Linked DNA regions of Mus musculus: all the other regions are linked to region 1. The links are chromatin contacts, called in public HiChIP or PLAC-seq maps. All regions are on one chromosome and are shown on one strand. Each heading gives the region's core, a stretch centred on a gene start, on an enhancer-like site or on the middle of the called end of the contact. The rest is flanking DNA. Distances are from core to core; before and after follow the strand shown.

Evidence for each region. HiChIP or PLAC-seq counts read pairs in DNA pulled down with a chosen protein or histone mark.
Region 2: a contact with region 1 is called in an H3K27ac HiChIP or PLAC-seq map of T-cell acute lymphoblastic leukemia, with 4 times the contacts expected there. The contact joins two enhancer-like sites. A contact is called at or near these places in 1 of 484 Hi-C or Micro-C datasets (muscle stem cells) and 1 of 115 datasets of contacts at active chromatin or transcription factors (T-cell acute lymphoblastic leukemia).
Region 3: an H3K4me3 HiChIP or PLAC-seq map of the SCID.adh cell line shows a contact between it and region 1, with 10 read pairs. The contact joins two enhancer-like sites. A contact is called at or near these places in 2 of 484 Hi-C or Micro-C datasets (both in the G1E-ER4 cell line) and 3 of 115 datasets of contacts at active chromatin or transcription factors (DN3 thymocytes, the SCID.adh cell line and embryonic basal ganglia).

Annotation. Positions count from the first base shown.
Region 1 is chr1:69,655,860-69,659,485 of GRCm38.p6, reverse strand. The region is part of intron 3 of Ikzf2 (IKAROS family zinc finger 2); the gene reads left to right. Among named protein-coding and RNA genes, the nearest start is that of Ikzf2, 28 kb to the left of the region's middle. Within about 2 kb of position 1,850, at least 59 of the 459 cell types and tissues checked have an H3K27ac peak or open chromatin away from gene starts, as enhancers often do. A contact at or near this core is called in the G1E-ER4 cell line, the SCID.adh cell line and T-cell acute lymphoblastic leukemia, where this site is marked.
Region 2 is chr1:69,246,008-69,249,633 of GRCm38.p6, reverse strand. No RefSeq gene overlaps it. Among named protein-coding and RNA genes, the nearest start is that of Erbb4, 140 kb to the right of the region's middle. Within about 2 kb of position 1,738, at least 8 of the 459 cell types and tissues checked have an H3K27ac peak or open chromatin away from gene starts, as enhancers often do. A contact at or near this core is called in T-cell acute lymphoblastic leukemia, where this site is marked.
Region 3 is chr1:69,334,612-69,338,237 of GRCm38.p6, reverse strand. No RefSeq gene overlaps it. Among named protein-coding and RNA genes, the nearest start is that of Gm28497, 95 kb to the left of the region's middle. Within about 2 kb of position 1,622, at least 2 of the 459 cell types and tissues checked have an H3K27ac peak or open chromatin away from gene starts, as enhancers often do. A contact at or near this core is called in the G1E-ER4 cell line and the SCID.adh cell line, where this site is marked.

The DNA.
Region 1 (3,626 bases), core at 601-3,100:
TTTAAACCTAAAGCTTTTAAATCGTTGACTTGGCAATTCAAATTCATTTATATTTAAAGTGATATTTTGTTTGAAACGAATACATGTTTTGGAGACAAATATCCTCTGGTTTCCATTTATAATGTAGCACAAAGGTGTATGTATACATGGTAGTTTGGATACTAATTCTGTTGTCCTAAAATGAAATACTTTGTGACATAAAAATAATACAAGATGGGATGGGGAAACAGGGTAGTAGTGGTGCATGCCAGCAATCCGGAGGCAGAGGCAGGCGGATCTCTGAATTTGGGGTTAGACCAGTTTACAGAGTGAGTTTCAGGACTGTCAGGGCTACAAAGAAATCCTGTCTCAAAAGACAAGTCCCCCCCCCCCCAACCCCCGTTCCCCCCCACCCCCCCCCCCTACCAAACGAAGGGAGAGAAATATGGAGACATGCTACAAAGCTCATGAAATCATCTCTGAAGGCTTCATTCAGCATAGTTTGTGGATACTGGCTACAGTTTTCCAGGCCGACATTTCTTAGGAGAGATTTCCAGGTGAAAACCGATAATACCAAATTTCTAAAAGTGCTTCCAGTCCCTGGCCTTTATTCCTGTGAGGATACTGGCAGTGTCTGAATTGGCTTACAACTCTGTCTTCCTCTCTTGCCTGAGTGGCAGTTTTCCTGGTCCCTTACTGGATTTACTGTTGTAATTCCATATAGAATTGTGCTGGGACCCAGCACAGATTTTAGTGCGCTCACCTTCGCAGTCTAAATCATTGTTGGGATGCTGACTCACTCGCATTTACCAGGGAAATTAGCTGGCTCTGTCTATGTGAACATTTCAGGAGGAGCTGGCCCTAACTGCAGATACCATCTTCCAGGTCACCAGTGGCAAATTGTTTTTGTTTGTTTGTTTTTTGATTAGCCAGGCTAAATTTTGTTAGGTATATTTTTGCTTTAGTTTGGAGAATTATTTTCTTTGGAGATTGACTGGCTGGGAAATTATTAGCTACTCATGTAAGGGGTACCATTAGCCCATTTAGTTACACCGTGACAGACTCGTTAAGGATGCATGTGTAAAGTCAGATGGTATCCTGGAGACCTCCCGTCACAAAGAAATTATGGAATTTGGGGAAAACAGTTATCCTCACAGCCAAAGCATTTAACAGTAATTATGTCACCAAGGCCCCGTTTGCCAGCCTTGCTGGATCATGAGAACTGTCCAGGATGGCTTTTAAAGCCAAGCTTTCCAGACCTCACCCCAGGTGCTCTGAATCAGAATCCTCTAGGGAGGTGCCCGCCGGTGACTCAGATCTAAATCACCAGGAGGGCAGGCTTGGGAAACTTCATCAAGCAGATTGATATGTGGGGAATGGGAGCGAAACTGATTGGGGCAGTAGCTGGAGGCTCCAGCCTGCATCAGCCAGTGGCCCTGGCTTTGCAGCAGGAGATGGTGGAACATGACAAGACTCTGTTTTTAAAGTTCAATATTAGAGGTGTCATATGTCTTTCGTAAGAAAAAAATAAATATTTAAAATATAAGTGTATATCGCCCGTGTAATTTTTTTGTAATAATAATAAAAAAACCCTTTTTCCTCCCCTCCACACTTCCTATACCTGTTTTTCATTTTTTCTTTTTCTATCTTTTTGTTTGAAGTGTTATAATAATATGTATAATATTTTCCCACTGAATTTAATGAGACTGAGGTTTTTTTTGTTTTTTTCCTCTCCACTTCTGAGTTGTATTCCTTCAGCTTGTTGATGCAAAATATATACATGTTTCTGTTTCGGCAAGGGGCGGGAGTGGGGTGGAAGTGGTGGTGGGGCGCTTGTACATCTGTTGACACTTCACAAGTAATCAGTTTAGATTTCAGCAGCTGATTAGAGTGCCCTCCACCAAGCTGAGAGCCAACCCTTGAGAATGATACCAGGCACCATTCCACTTAGATTTCTGTGCAACAAATGCAATAATGGCCAATTTAGGCCAGTTCCAAGGTTACAAAACCCCTGCTTTTTTTTCTTTTTCCTTTATTGGATTGTATAGAAGTATTAAAAACATTTAGTGGCCTGTAGTCCACAAATCATACAACATAAGTGATCGGAACCTGCACATGGAAGCCCTTCATTCATACCCACGCTACAGATGTTCGAAAGAATGCTGCTAGAGTCTAGGAATATCCTCTGCAAGCTGCTGCAGTTTCAGGGACTCAAGCTTCCACATTGAATTACGGGTAAGAAATATACCCGCCGGTGTCAGCGTGGCACCCAAGTCCTGATTAGCCTAAGATAGGAAGTCATAGCCCCGCGACCTGCAGCCAAAAGGAAAGCAGAGCCGTGCGTTTTAAATACGCCTGTGCAAACACTCACCCAGCTGACCTTCTCGCTCTCCAGCAGTCCTGAGGACAGGGCGGTTAGAGCCTGTGGAATACACTTAGAAAACACCATGTAGACCAAAGGCCCCGCAGGGTGGTGACTACACATGCTGTTTAGCAAGTGCTTTTGAATCACGTAAAAACAAATGCTGCGCAGAGGCGAGGGAAGTATAAATTTTTCCGTTAAGGAGAAAGGGATTTTGCAGGATGAGCTTGTAAATTAGAAAATTTAAATATTTGAATATTTTAGGTGTGGGTTTGAGACACGCAGGCAGGTATAATGGCTTGCAAATGATATCCATATAATTAAAGCACAAGATCACACTGACTGCTTAGGAAGAACTGGAGGGTGTCTACCTTCTAGTTAAATTCTTAGAATTACCATTTTCCTTCTATAATCTTTTCATCGTTTTCTATAATAAAATCTGTTTGCTATCTCCTTCCTGCAAACGTTAATGACTCCCTTTGCCTGTGACATGAAGTCTGATACACTCCTTTGTGTTTTAGTCTATGCTCCTTGTTAAACAACCCAGCCTGTCTTTTTATTGTTATCTCCTGAATTGGCCCTATTCTCTGCTTCCAGCCAGACACTTGCCATGTCCCCAACATAATGTATGTCCTTTCATTTTGCCTTAATGTTGCACAAACCTTCTTTCCCTGAATCTCTGCCCTCCTCCCCCCCCCCCCCGTACACTCCCAGTACTTCTTTGAAACATCAGTCATTCCCATTATCTTGTAGCACCAAGCATAGACAGTTTCCATTATGGTATTTGGCATATTGTATTGTTATTGTTTTATGGGTTTGCCTCCTGGGGTGGACTTTGAGATCCTCCAGGGAAGAGACTGCAGCCTTTTTCCTTCTCTGACCTGTTGTCTTCCTGCCTATGTACCTCATACAGAGCGATTGCAGTCTACTCTAGTGTCTTATGGACAGCTGACAAGGGGAGGGCTAGGGGCAGGGACCTGAGGTAGGGACTATTTAGGGAAAGAGTTGGAGTGACTTCCTTAACTGGGGGGTGGGGGGCAGCGGCAGTAGAGGGATGGGGGAGGGAGAGGGTGGAGAAAAGAAAAGGGTGAGACCCAGGCTCTTGTAGCATAGCTATCTTCAACAGCAAATCCTTTCTCCAAACAAATAGCTATGCCATTACTAAGGTCAAACAGGTAAGGTTTCTTCTTCCCAGGTTGAGCCGCTCCTTCCTTCCCTGGATACCTTCCTAAGTGCATGACACTCATGAAATCATTAATGGTTTTTTTTCCTGCTTCGTAATCCC
Region 2 (3,626 bases), core at 489-2,988, 410 kb after region 1:
GTACAGACATTTAAAGGAAAGAGTGAAGCATGCCTTTAATTCTGTGCTTTAGAGCAAAATGACGGCCACGCATGCTTCCATCTTTCTGTCAGAGCTTACACTAAGCACTTCGTATTCTTACTGCCAGGGCTGTTGAGATTAGTTACTGGAAGAAGATATATGTGGGAAGGGAGAGGAAGAAAGCGTGTGCCAGGAAAAAGCAGGAAAGAGAATATTTTTGTTAATGGAATAGCTGATGAACTCATAATGACAACATTACCTAAATGTGTGTACAGAAGAGAGAAAAATGCTAATGTCAATTGAGACATATAAAATGTAGGAACTGCTAACTGAATCTCTCTATCTCTCTCTCTCTCTCTCTCTCTCTCTCTCTATCTATCTATCTATCTATCTATCTCTATCTCTCTCTCTCTCTCTCTCTCTCTGTGTGTGTGTGACTGAATATTTTGCTACTTACTGTCAGTGTGTTTTTAAAGTGATTTGATTTTTTAAACCAAACGTCCCTGCAGAATTCAATGCAAAGATGGATAGATAGATTCTGACCTCTTCTGAGGTTGATAAACCCAGCTTCCTACCAAGAACTGTTCATTCTCCTCAAATAAAAACCAACTGAAGCTTTAGTACAAAGGATAGAAAGATAAATCAAGTGACTGTCATGACGCCAGCTGAAGGCAAGCCCGAACGACACTGTAAGGAACTAGGGGAAATAATTATCATAAAAAGGCAAACATTATTTTGCTTTGTCTTCAATTTATACTAATGCACTGTCTCATCTTGTTTTCAGTATTTGCTATGTTGCTTATACACATAGTCTTATCCATATATTAGATAACATTTAAGGGCACCACATCAAATATATTTTGTTAAAAAAATAGTTAAAAGTTATAGTGTATTTACGATTCTCTCACGAAAGAAACATGACAGTAAGCTAAACACTAGTATCTTGTTACTTTTAAAGAGTTCAACTTCAGAATAAATTAAGCCTGAAAGCATTATTGCTTATGTTTTAAACTATCAAGGAGAGTGAATCTGATTTTTATACTAACAACACCATAGCTATGAACTGAAAGTTTAACTTAAATAAGTTTGTTAAAAATAGACAAATAAATTTGGAAGATATATTTTACAGAATACTGTACTGTATACAAAACATTTTAACAGTGATTTGAAAATGTCTCTTTACAACCATGCAATGGATATTCTGTGTGATGGATGTTGATTCAGTACCTATCTTATCCAGTTGTTTCTAGGTTAAGTAGTTGTACTCTCCATATAATTTTAGTCTGTGTTTTCTTGGTTACAAGCATGGAAATGTTGGGTTTCTTTTCTTTTTCCTTTCTTCTGATTCCTTTTTGGTATGGCTGATCAATGTGTAAAGCTCCCTTCGGGGTCAATGCAGATTCAAACTAGTGTCATTTCAAGTGATAAGCCAGTGAGATTAACTCCACAAAGAAACAGAACAAAACAGAGCGTGTGTGTGTGTGTGTGTGTGTGTGTGTGAGCATGTGCGCGGGCATGCCTGTGTACATGTATAAGTATGTGGTGTGTATTGTGAGGGAAAGAGAGAAAGTGGACTCGGTTCTTCATTGTGAAGTCAGAAGGAAGCTTATACTGCAACTATTTACATTTATGTTCTTTGCTACTAACCTCATACGAATCACATTAGCCTGGGCCTATAAGAGTGGGTGGCATTTGCTAACCAGGGCTCCACCCCATCTTTCCCCCCCAGAGGCCCAGCTGTGTCTGGAAGCACAGCTGTGCTGCCCATGAGTCCTGCAGCATTTCACCATGCAGCTGTGAGAACAGCTTAGGAAATGTCAGGAGGCAGCTGCAGAAGAGATCGGCCTACCAATTTCTTCAAGACTGTCTTGAGTCGGTTCACTGGTAAATATGAAACTCCTCAAACATCTACATTCAACACACGCACTGATATATACTTTGGATTTCAAAGAAGGAGAAATGTAGGCTTAATTTTTGTGATGATTTTAGTCACTTTCATTATGGGTCTTGCTTGAATCTCAAATTGTAATTTTTATATAGCCTCCATAGTACATCAGTCAAGTTTCCTATAAATAGTTAGATCAATAACACATGTGTGGTTTTAATTGCATTTGAGGATTGGAAAATATCCCTTATTAAGTATTTTAAGCAAAGTACAAGCTCATGTATCTTTAAAAATGGCATTATATTAATATATGATATTAAGTCAGAAATTAACCCCAATTCACTTCCAAATGATGATTTGTCTTTATAAGTTGAACTTTTCTGTTCACACAGAATTATTTTAATATTCCCCAAATCTTTTCCTTTTCCAGCTAAAAGTTAGTTGTCAATATTAGCTCCATACAATGCTGATTTTGGTAAATAAAATTTAGAAATTTCAAAGATACTCAAACCACAAGCACATATATGATGTTGTAGTTGATAGAGCTGTGTATGTTTGTGTGTGTGTGTGGGGGGGTTGTTGTTCCACTCAGAGATATAAACTACAAGAGAATATCCATCTTTCTGAGTTAAAAACTTGAAAGATGGAGAGAGAGTCGGCTTTAAACATTAGGATGGATTTCAGGAGAAAACAAATCCAAGCGCGCGCACACACACACACACACACACACACACACACACACACACGCACACACACACACACACACACTCACACACACACACACACACTCACACACACACACACACACACACACACACTCACACACACACACACACACACACACACTCACACACACACACACACACACTCACACACACACACTCACACACACACACACACACTCACACACACACACAAACTTGTCCCCAAAGTGGGAGGAACATAATGAAAAATGACAGAGAGATAGGGAAGAGATACAGTGGATTCAGAAAACAGTGTGAGAATTCTGCAAGGCAGAGGCATGCATTAAGAAGACAGAGACTCAAGCTAAAGAGTAATGCATCAAAGGTTAAGAGGAGTTGAGAACGCCTGAAGGGACAATGCATCCGATGCTGTGGACATTAGAAAAACGTTAGAGACTGCTAACAACGGTTTGTTTGGGTTTTTCAGGGCACACTATTTACTCCTAAATACCATTCAGCCAGATTTGAAGCAAACAGTTGCCTACTGTTGAACAGAAGTGTTTGTGCCTAAGTGAATCATCGGAGGTAGGGGAGAATGTTAAGGAGACAAACATTGCTTTCTTGATAGCTCTCTTAGAGCCCCTCAGTTGGAGCTTGGAAAGGTCTTATTTGATCCAAGTGTTACAGAGATACAGCAAAACTTAGAGAAGCCAGCAAAGCTTGCGGATGAACCCACCAATAAAAAGGAAGCCATTAGCAAAGTGGACCACGTGGACTGAAAAAGAAATAAGTTATTGAGTAGAAATAAAGGGGGGATTGAGAGAGGTGGGTAGGGGAGAGATAGAGAAGGTGAGGGTTAGACTAACCAGACTGGATTATATACATGTATGAACTTCTCAAAGGACAAATTTAACTTGCTTGAAAAAGTGGGAGCCATGCAGTTGCCACACATAAGGACAGAAGTGAGAGAAGCAGGAAGCAACACCAGCTGACTGTGTGCTAGGACACTTTTGTTGGCTCAGTTAGGAGCCAGAGACTAAGGCAGAACAGGCAATACA
Region 3 (3,626 bases), core at 373-2,872, 320 kb after region 1:
AGCCCCTCCTACCTCTTGCCTTCTCTCTCATTATGGAGCTTGTCTTCAATGATCCAAATACATCCTCCCCCCTTAAGTTCCTTGCTGTGTATTTAGTCACAGAGGTAAGAAAAATAATGTATAGGGAACGTGGGATCAGTGGTAGAGTCATTGTGAATCCCTGGGGCTGCGGGCAGGGGCAGCTAGCTGAGCTTACTCAGTGAGATCTAGAACATTGAGGGCATGCTCTAAAATTCAAGTTGTGGGGCTAGAGAGATGACTCAATTTGTAAAATGTCTGCCCTTAAAAGCATGCTCATTTGAGTTTATAGGTTCAACACCTATGGAAAAGCTAGGAATGGCAGCATGTATTTGTAACCCTAGTCCTGAAACTTCACTGGGCAGTTATAAGTGTAAGCTCATGAACCAGCCAGCTTAGCCAAATTGATGAACTTCACATTTAGAGAGAGAACTACTGAGAAAAATAACTGCTGTCAATCTTGAGCCTTCACAAACACATGGACATATGTTTACACACTGCACATAGAAACAACATTACACACAAACAGTTTTAAAGGTGAATGATAGTGGTTGTCTTCTAGACTCTATACACAGACATGCACTTGCACATGCACATGTGCACATACCCCCCCTCCCCCACACAAGGAAATTGGATTGGATACATAATCTGGAAAGCCCTGGAATCACGGGCTAGAAAGAAACTTTAACACTTTTAAGCAGAGCTCAATGGGCCATTTTGGTAGAAGTTTGAAAGACCTGAATCCAGAAGGAAGGCAGACAGCAGAGTCCTGACTCAGGGAGCTTCCAAGGAGAACAAGGACTCTATTGGAGATTGGATTAGAAGCTGTCCTTGTTATATCCTGCCTTCGTCCTGAAAGATTGAGGAAGGCCAAATCTAGAAGGATTGGATTGATTAACAGGTGGAGGACATGTCAAAGCAAGTTAACTTTTAGGCTACGGCATGGATATTACTCACTCCTATTACAGAGATCTATGGGATAAATTCAGAGAAGATGTGAAAATTGAGCAAGCCAGAGTAGGAAAGAGTGAGTTTAGAGTTGTGGTAGGTATGTGTGGGCAAAGTATCCATAATTGTTAAAGGGGTTAGTGAAGTTAAAGAGAAGCCACATACTTTTTTCCTATAAGAATGAGGAAGGTGAGGGCAAGATCATAGGAAGCTTCCAGAAGCTCCAGGGTATAGTAACTTCAACCCCTTTTTAATTTCTGTTTTTAGATTTATTTATTTTATTTTCTTGTAAGTATACTTTGTGCATGCTGTGCCTTTGGAGGCCAGAACAGGGTATAGGATCACCAGGTACTGGAATCTCAGGCAGTTGTGAACTACCTTGTGGGTACTAGGTATCCAACCTAGATCTTCAGCAAGAGTAGTAAGTGCTCTTAACTACTGAACCATCTCTCCAGTTCCTGCTTTGTTTTTGCTTTTATTTTGGCTTTTTGACCATGTTCATCACCAGCTGCAGCACTTCAGAGAGCAGGCCCTTGCTTGGGCAGCATAGTAGAGGTGGCATTGGTGGCTTGGGATTGGGTAAGCTGGCCCTAGGACACAGGAGTAGAAAAGCCACCCTGACCTTTTGCTGGCTGAGGCACTGGATCAGCTAGCTAGAGCAGTGTTGGAGTGTGTGTGCCCTGGTGGTGTTGGTACAGGAGAGCTGTCTAGCTGACCAGCTCGGCTACCACGCAGGCCCAGATCCAGGGTTTTCAGTTGACCCTTTCCAACATCTACCCTATCTATGAATGGCTGTAGTGCATGAAGGCAGTCCTGCAGATCCAAAGCTGAGGAATCTCCAGGTCACAGGGAAACAACAGGATTACCTAGAGGAGCTCCTGTGAGAATCCAGTATTGATAGTATAGCACAAGCAAGAGGCCTTGAACCAGGCCAATGACTCTCCGAAATGAACATTTGCATGTAGAGATATGTGGAAGAAAGTGTGTTGCACTAGAGAGTTCCACATGGAGATTTATTTTGTTTTGTTTTACTTTGTTTTCTTTTTCTATATTTTATTCTCTTTTGTTTGGAAGGTTGCAAGGGTAGAGGGCAGATGAATGGGATTGGAGTGTATAATGTGAAATTAACAAAGAACATTTTTTTTTAAAAGAATGGGCTTTATTTTCTTGTGGCTCAAGCTAGTATAGTACTTATCATGAAATTCCTTCTTCCTCAGCTTCCCAGATCCTGGAATTACAGGTATAGGTAAGCAATCACACCTGGGGTTGTAACCTTTCATTTAAAGAGTCCTCAAAAGGAGAACCTTAGGACATCCTAGAGGAGAAGGCCACCTACTTCAGTTCAGCTAGGCCAGCACTCATTGGCAACTGCAGTTTAGTTCAAGGGAGCCAGGCTGCATTTTGAGTCATGCCCAAATGCTGATGGCTTCCATGTGGTGCAGGTTTGGTAGATACTGGAATGAGAGAAGGGTGGGGGCTTGCAGCTAGGTTCCAGCAAGGTGCTAAGGCTAGGCCCTGTGTATCAGGGTCAGAGCTCTTCGCAAAGCTCCCAAATGGCTTGTGAAGGTGAATACTAAGCATCAGTAGAGACCCCAGGAGACAGGAGATGCCAGAAACATGGCACGTCTACTGAAGAAGGCTGTACGTTCTAAATGGAGGGAGGCTTCTGCACTCCCTCAAACTGTGAACTGGAATAAATACTTCCCTTCTTAAATTGCTTCCATCATGTGTTTGGTCACAGTAACAGGGAAGACTAGCTAACACAAAGTTCCCCCCCCCCCATTGCTTTTCTTTGCAACACACAAAAATTATGACTAATAATTACAATTTCATTTTCAAAGACACCATAGGGTTCCTAGGTTTTTTCTTTGTGATTTAGCAATGCATTGAGTAACCTATATTTACATTTTATGGGCTCAGATGTTAGATTAGCTAATGCATATATGTCACTTTAAAACAGCACTGGAGTTAGTTTGAGTTGATGTAAGCTTCCAAGTACAGCAACATTACCTTCTACCTTGGTACTTGGCCTACCTATTAACTAATTGTGACTATTTATGTAATTCTATGATTATGGCACTCAAAGATATCTGCATGCATTGCTTCCCTTCTTTGTCTATGTTTTACCCAGCATGATGTATACTCAGAGCATATATGAAACTTGAATATAAAAATGTTTAACATATTGTTGAATAAACATGCGCATTAAGGAAAGGAACCTTACACTAATGAGCACCATGAATGTAGATACACAACGTATCTGACCATGAAAGAAGAATCGAGAAAACCTTAAAACTCCGGGACCTGGTGGACTGTCACTTGGCACTTGCATAATGCTTTCTCTTTGCTAAAGGCCACATAGATACTAAGTAATAAACTAATGACCCTTTTTAACCCATGTAAATTAATATCGCCTGCAAGCATAATGTAAGGAAAATTATACAGGAGCTGAAGAATATTAGGCAGCGACTCTATAAAACAAGTTAAGGTGTTTGACCCGACACTATATGGAATATGTTAACAGGAGCTCGTACAAAGGCAAGTTCACACTCTAATTTTTTGTCTCCTTTTAAGCCCAAATATTCCCACTCAGAGTTAACTGCTTATTGATTTAGAAAAGTGATATGGAATTATAAAACGCATGTGCTAAGTTAGACTTC